Regions from separate parts of the Triticum aestivum genome. Here region 2 is linked to region 1. The links are chromatin contacts, called in public Hi-C maps. All regions are on one chromosome and are shown on one strand. The core of a region is the stretch at or near the end of the contact, and the rest is flanking DNA. Distances in the headings are between cores, read along the strand shown.

Region 1 (3,282 bases), core at 537-3,036:
ATGTCATCTTGCTTATTGCGTTACTATGTTTTTCATTAAACTTAAGACCTTCAGATGCAATGCTGGATAGCGGTTTCAGAGTGGAGTAATAGTATTAGATGTAGTTGGATTACGGTCTACTTGTCACGGACGTGATGCCTATATGAGATTATGCCATGAATAATCATAGTTATGAGTGTTGTTATCTGTTAATTCTCCAACAGTAATTTGTTTAGCATGCCACTACCTACTTTTGAGAGAGAAGTCATTAGTGAACGTATGGCCCTCCGGTCCATTCTCTATTAATACTTGTGTTTCTCTATTTGCTCTTTTACTATTTTTGTCGTTTGCATTATCACTATTTGTCACTATTTACTTTTAACCTTGCAACTAGTAAGACGAGGGGACTGACAACCTCCTTGCGAAGTTGGGTATTTTGTTTGGGTGGAGATGATGTTTATCTTGGTAGCTTGTAGACTCCTACAAGTTTGATTAAACCTTGGTTCTTAACTGAGAAAAACATTTTCTACTGCCGTGTTACATCACCCTTTCTCCTCGAGGAAATCCAACAATTCCTACATGAGTAGCATGTTCCTGTTTAAGACATGTTCATGTTTATAAGTATTTCTACTATTATGATGTGTTGTTCTATATAAATTATGATTAAATGTTTTTGCTTATGACTATGCATTGCTCAAGTTGATGTGTTACAAACATGGGCATTTTTACCCGCAGGTACCAGTTTACCCTGTCAGGTGGCGGGTATGGGAAAAAATTATACCCATTGGAAAGTATGGGTACGGGTGATGGGTAAGCTCATGGGAGACGAGTAAGGGTATGGGTGGCTCCACCCATACCAAAACCCGGTGGGTGCCATCCCTAAGCATATCACGAAAACTGGTTACATTCTTTCTCAGACAAATTATCTAAAAAAACAGATCACAATGATGGAACAACGAAGAAGATAGGGAGCAAAAGGTGACGATGGCACCTCGTGTCCATCGGACCTCCTCTATGAGCATCGCCATCAGAAGCATCACCATGCCGTCGGAAGACACTGCCCCTCGCATGTGCCGCCATCGCACAACGAGCCCCCACATCATAAGCACACGAGCATGTCCTCCCTACACCACAACTCATGGCCTCGGGGTCGGTGAAGGATGGAGGCGGCCTCATCCTCAAGCCCACTCCACTGCTGTCACGCCCGCTCTCCTCTGTGCCCATGCGTTGCACCGAAGCTCCACAGGAGCACCTCGCAACCGCTCCCCGCTTGCCCCGCCCTGATCTGGCCGAAATCTCGCTGCCGCCTCTCTTTGTATGTGTGATGGGAAAAGAAATGAGGCAGAGGAGATGAGTGAGTTGACTGTGACGAAAAATGGAGATGAGCTCGTTCGCCCCTCGCGTGAACGGTTTTTTCATAAGAGGTGGCAACAGTAGATGCCCCGAGATCCGTGCAACCAGATCCGACGGCGGTAAGCGCGTCCGCCGGGAAACACGAAAAACCCGAGGTCGGCTAGTTAACATTTCCCAACTAGAATCTGTAGAATCCGTAAAAAGGCTCCGTAACTCAAGCGTTAGTCGAGAAAATTAGGCACTGGTCGTGATCGTAAGTGAAGGAATTTCCCGTGGAAATGTACGGATATACCGTGGCATTTCCACACGATAAGAGGGAACCCATCCCGTTGCTCGTACTAGGCCGCACATAACGGAGCAACACGAAACGAAGCGAGCCATGCGGCCGAAAAAGAAGTCAAAGCCACATCCGCACCCGCCCTATAAAACACGCCACACCGAGCCCCGGAGCACCCCATTCTCCACGTGGCCATCCGCGGTAAGCCGGACCCCGAGCGTGTGACACAACACACAGGTGACAGGAGCCGGCCCACTCCCTCCTCTCCGTGCCAAGAAACCCACACCCACACCCGTCCTCCTCTCCAAAATCCCCCAACCACCAGCCTCCTCCTCCTCCTCCCAGATCCGCCTCACCGCCCCGCCCCCAGATCCCCCACGCAGGCGAGCGAACGCGCGCGCAGGCCCAGATCCGCCGCCCCGCCGGAGCAGCCATGGCCAAGGAGGCCGGCGGCGAGGGGGCCATGTCGGAGTCGGTGCTCCGCAAGGTGCTCGTCTCCTACTGCTACGTCGCGGTGTGGATCTTCCTCTCCTTCACCGTCATCGTCTACAACAAGTACATCCTCGACCCCAAGATGTACAACTGGCCCTTCCCCATCTCGCTCACCATGGTGCACATGGCCTTCTGCTCCTCGCTCGCCGTCGCGCTCGTCCGCGTCTTCCGGGTCGTCGACCTCCCCTCCTCGCCCGCCATGACCACACAGCTCTACACCAGCTCCGTCCTCCCCATCGGCGCGCTCTACTCGCTCTCCCTCTGGTTCTCCAACTCCGCCTACATCTACCTCTCCGTCTCCTTCATCCAGATGCTCAAGGCGCTCATGCCCGTCGCCGTCTACTCCATAGGGGTGCTCTTCAAGAAGGAGACCTTCCGCTCCTCTGCCATGCTCAACATGCTCTCCATCTCCTTCGGCGTCGCCATCGCCGCCTACGGCGAGGCCCGCTTCGACCTCCGCGGCGTCGCGCTCCAGCTCGCCGCCGTCGCCTTCGAGGCCACCAGGCTCGTCCTCATCCAGATCCTCCTCACCTCCAAGGGGATCTCGCTCAACCCCATCACCTCGCTCTACTACGTCGCGCCCTGCTGCCTCGGCTTCCTCTTCCTGCCCTGGGTCTTCGTCGAGCTGCCCAGGCTGCGCGCCGTGGGCATGTTCGAGCCTGACTTCTTCGTCTTCGGCACCAACTCCCTCTGCGCATTCGCGCTCAACCTGGCCGTCTTCCTGCTCGTGGGCAAGACGTCGGCGCTCACCATGAACGTCGCCGGCGTTGTCAAGGACTGGCTGCTCATCGCCTTCTCCTGGTCCGTGATCCGGGACACGGTGACCCCGATCAACCTCTTCGGCTACGGGATCGCCTTCCTGGGCGTGGGCTACTACAACCACGTGAAGCTGCAGGCGCTCAAGGCCAAGGAGGCGCAGAAGAAGGTGGCGCAGGCGGACGAGGAAGCCGGCTCGCTGCTGCAGGAGCGCGACTCTCACGGCGAGCGCAAGACCGAGACCCAGTCATAGAGCTGCTCATCTGATCCGATCCGATCCAACAACACCAACAGCACGCCCAATTTGGTTGGTTCTCTCAGTCCGGCGTAGCAGGTTCCCCAAAATGTGATCCTTACATGTTTGATGATGCGAAATCTGTTCATTTCTTGCCTTAATTTGTGGTAGGAAGGCAAATAAATACAGG
Region 2 (3,282 bases), core at 421-2,920, 370 kb before region 1:
CAATTTACCATCCGGTTTTCTTGTATGAAACGGATTACGACTACCGTACGAAGCAAACAGAAACGCCTTGTTCGCTCGCTCGCAAAACGGAAGAAACAGAAAAGGGCCCAGAAAGCCCGCCAAGTGGAGTCTCTGTGCGAAACAGCAACTACTTGACTCAAAAAGCGTCACATAGGAGCTCTCCTACTTCACCTAAAATAAGGGAGCTCCCCTACTATAGCTAGCTCCTTTTTTTTTGAGTCGCCCTACTATAGCCCTTCGAAGAAGATTGAAGAGAGAACTCGCCATCTGACAACACCTTGGCCAAACGCCCGAACTAGCAACGATGATGCAAACTTGCAAAGACGCGGACATAATTTTCACCATGCCGACGGTTAGTGCCATTCTGCCAGTCGAGGCAGAACTTGACGAATCACTAGCTGCACCACGTCAACATGGCCACATGGGCGATGAGGGTCTCGGTGAGAGATTGGTGGACCAGCAACATACACATTCGGGTTGGATCTTCCAAGGCGCTGACCTCTCTGATGATGCTCATCTCATGGAAGATATGGACCGAACGCAATGCTAGAGTCTTCCGTAACACGGCCGTCACTTCGATGGTTCTCATTTCCAAGATTAAAAAGGAGGCGTCTCTTTGGTCTCTGGCCGGTGCAAAATAGTTGGGTATTGTAATGCGGCGAGAGCAGTTCTTTCTTTTTTCGCCGCTTTGCAGCTTTGTTCTAAAACTTCTTCCTCTGGAATGGCAAATCTTTTGCCTTATTTCAAAAAAAAAAAAACTAGCTGCACGACGACTGCACGTCTCACAGGTGCTCCCGAGCCGAAGGATGACTCGAAAAAAATATAACTAAGTTTTAACATAGCTCGTCGTCCAGTCTGATGTTAGTTACATGACGTTAGCTCGCCCATAAGAAATGGTCATTTTCTTTACCGTTCTGCTGTCCCTTTCTGGACCCAAAGTGCGCGTTGCCTTTCTAGGAAGGGAAGTACGTATGCAGTAAGGGGTCGCTCACTTTGCCCTTATCTCAATGTCTGCCTGAAAGGCCCGGCAACTGTTGAAATGATGAATCAAAACTTTTCTCCGGCCAACCACTAGAGACAGCCCCCTCCCCTTGTTACACCAAAACTCGTTGTACAATGCGTAATGATGGCCAGGAAAAGTCCTGTGGCTTCAGATGGCCGTCCCTTATCCACCATAGGGAGGACCCTGCCCACCGGAAGGTATAATTTTGCTTAATCTGGTTTACAAAAAGCTCAAAATCTTCAGCTGGAGTAACAAATAACAAGGCCCTGTATTGGTAATCTGCTCCCATCAACTTCCCTCCGTTGCAAGCTACATGCATTTTAAGAAAGAAGACAACGCTGTCCCAACTACAGAAAACCAAACAAAATCTACTTAACTTGACACTGCCAAACCAAACCAAACCGTGCACATTATCCACGGACCAGAGGTACGCGTATCAATCAATCAAGGTGAGAGAAAAGGTGCAGTTTTCTCGGAGACACCACACCAGAGTCCAGCACCCGAGCTCGCTGTCACGTCGGCCAGATCGAAGGGCGGCGTAGGAACTCATCACGATCTACGGGCCAGGAGGAACCGCTCTAAAGAGGCGCGCGGCTCACGTGGGAGATTCGAATATGCCAGCGAGGGAGCTGTACCCGATCAGATCGCCTTTGCCAACTTCACCGATCGGTCTCCGGTCTCTACCAAGGCGCCAACAAACCCTCTGCACTAAGTAGGCCCCCGACTCCGTCACTCTCCCTGGAGTGCTTGACTTGTGCATCTCGCCGGCCGAGCCACACCAAAGCGGCCTCCTTTTTCCGCACAGGGACATGGCACCTCCCCCAACATTTTTGTGCCTTTTCCTCTCCATCGTCCACTGACAAGTTCGGTTGGGTTTGGCGAAAGAGATCGGTCATCGGTGGACTGGTGAAGTCGAGGTGCACGCTTTGGATGGGAGAAGTGTTCCTGTCCGGGTTCGGTGCCACGGCACAACTTTAGGTCTATCCAGAAGGTCATTGTGGACGCTACTCTGAACAGAGATAATCCCAAGAATTTGTCTTGAAGGCTTCTGCTCCAGCGTGCACTGCACGGCTACACTGCTGCTGCCTCACCTTCCCAAGAAGCACGATCCACAGGCCACAGCATATCAGGTCACTTGTGCGAAACGCGCCCCCCCCCCCCCCCCCCCCCCCGCCCCCACGAAAAAACCCAATTTTTTTCTCTCTTTCAAGTATGGGTTTATGCGAACGATGCAAGACATCTCAAAAAATAAGGAAATTATAATAATGTTCTCTGATGGCCAGCCAAACTAATCTCCAACACGAGCCGAAGGCATGCCACCGTTGCTGCTTCATTCTTGAAGCCGGCCTGATCATGTATCCTGCGGTGCGGAAGTCGTCGTGCTTCCAGCTGCACCAACGTGCTAGAGAAAGCCCGTTTAAAAAAATGTGCTAGAGAAGGACCCTCCATCGTAGAAGCCATATCTAGCTAGATAGAAAACCCTAAAGCTGAACCATCTACTGAATAAAACTTGTGAGAGCTTCGCAGCAATGGCGAAGAGGGCAGCGTTGCATCAGAGAAGGAGCACGGACCACCAGAGAGCTATTGTCGTGTTAGGAAGACACTAAAGGAGAGAAAAGTAGGCCATCGCCTCATCGCCGCCGCAAAAACTGGCAAGGGAGGGGGGGGGGGCATCACCCCGTTCCCCAAGGGTTGACCTTCTAGCGTAGCGACTAGTTGCCTGCAACAACAACACCGCAAAGAATAGGAAGAAGATGACTTTTACCGTCACCAACTCAAAGGCACATGAAGCACCAGTCCAGATCCAAAGGACTTGAGGCGGCATAGACACCGCCTCCAAGATTCAACACCGCAAGCCGAGAGGACCATTGCTTGTGGGAAAGATTTGGAGAAAAATTATTCGCTGCCGGCATCGCCACCACTGAAGTCGAAATCATGAACAGCAGAAGACCTAATTAAGACACCAAGCTGCTAGACACGTGCAAAAGTAAAGTCCCGACGTTTCCCTCCCTCCAGCCACCGCTAGAGCAGCCAGTGAGGGTGAGGAAACCCCGCTAACATGTAGTTAGGCCGTCGGTTCCCTGCGGCGGCGGCGGCTAGGTCAAGAGTCGGAAGAAAAATGATTGTGTGAGGATGACACTTTTTTTTCTTTATCACCTACTTTTTTTAACATAGTACAATCACAGATCGCCACATACACACACATACACTTACCCATATAAATGTATGCACGCACACCTTAGCACCATGAACACCTT

What was found. Hi-C and Micro-C count contacts between places; a contact is called where the count stands out from the background.
Region 2: a Hi-C map of an unstated tissue shows a contact between it and region 1, with 5 times the contacts expected there. The contact joins the enhancer-like site here to the promoter of LOC123071092 in region 1. A contact is called at or near these places in 3 of 5 Hi-C or Micro-C datasets (leaf and an unstated tissue).

Annotation. Positions count from the first base shown.
Region 1 is chr3B:588,079,475-588,082,756 of IWGSC CS RefSeq v2.1, reverse strand. LOC123071092 (probable sugar phosphate/phosphate translocator At2g25520) reads left to right here and starts at 1,786. Exons shown (of 1, transcript XM_044494572.1): 1 at 1,786-3,282. The coding sequence starts at 2,043. The coding sequence ends at 3,110.
Region 2 is chr3B:588,445,974-588,449,255 of IWGSC CS RefSeq v2.1, reverse strand. No RefSeq gene overlaps it. Among protein-coding and RNA genes, the nearest start is that of LOC123071093, 3.7 kb to the left of the region's middle. Within about 2 kb of position 1,670, at least 1 of the 8 cell types and tissues checked has an H3K27ac peak or open chromatin away from gene starts, as enhancers often do.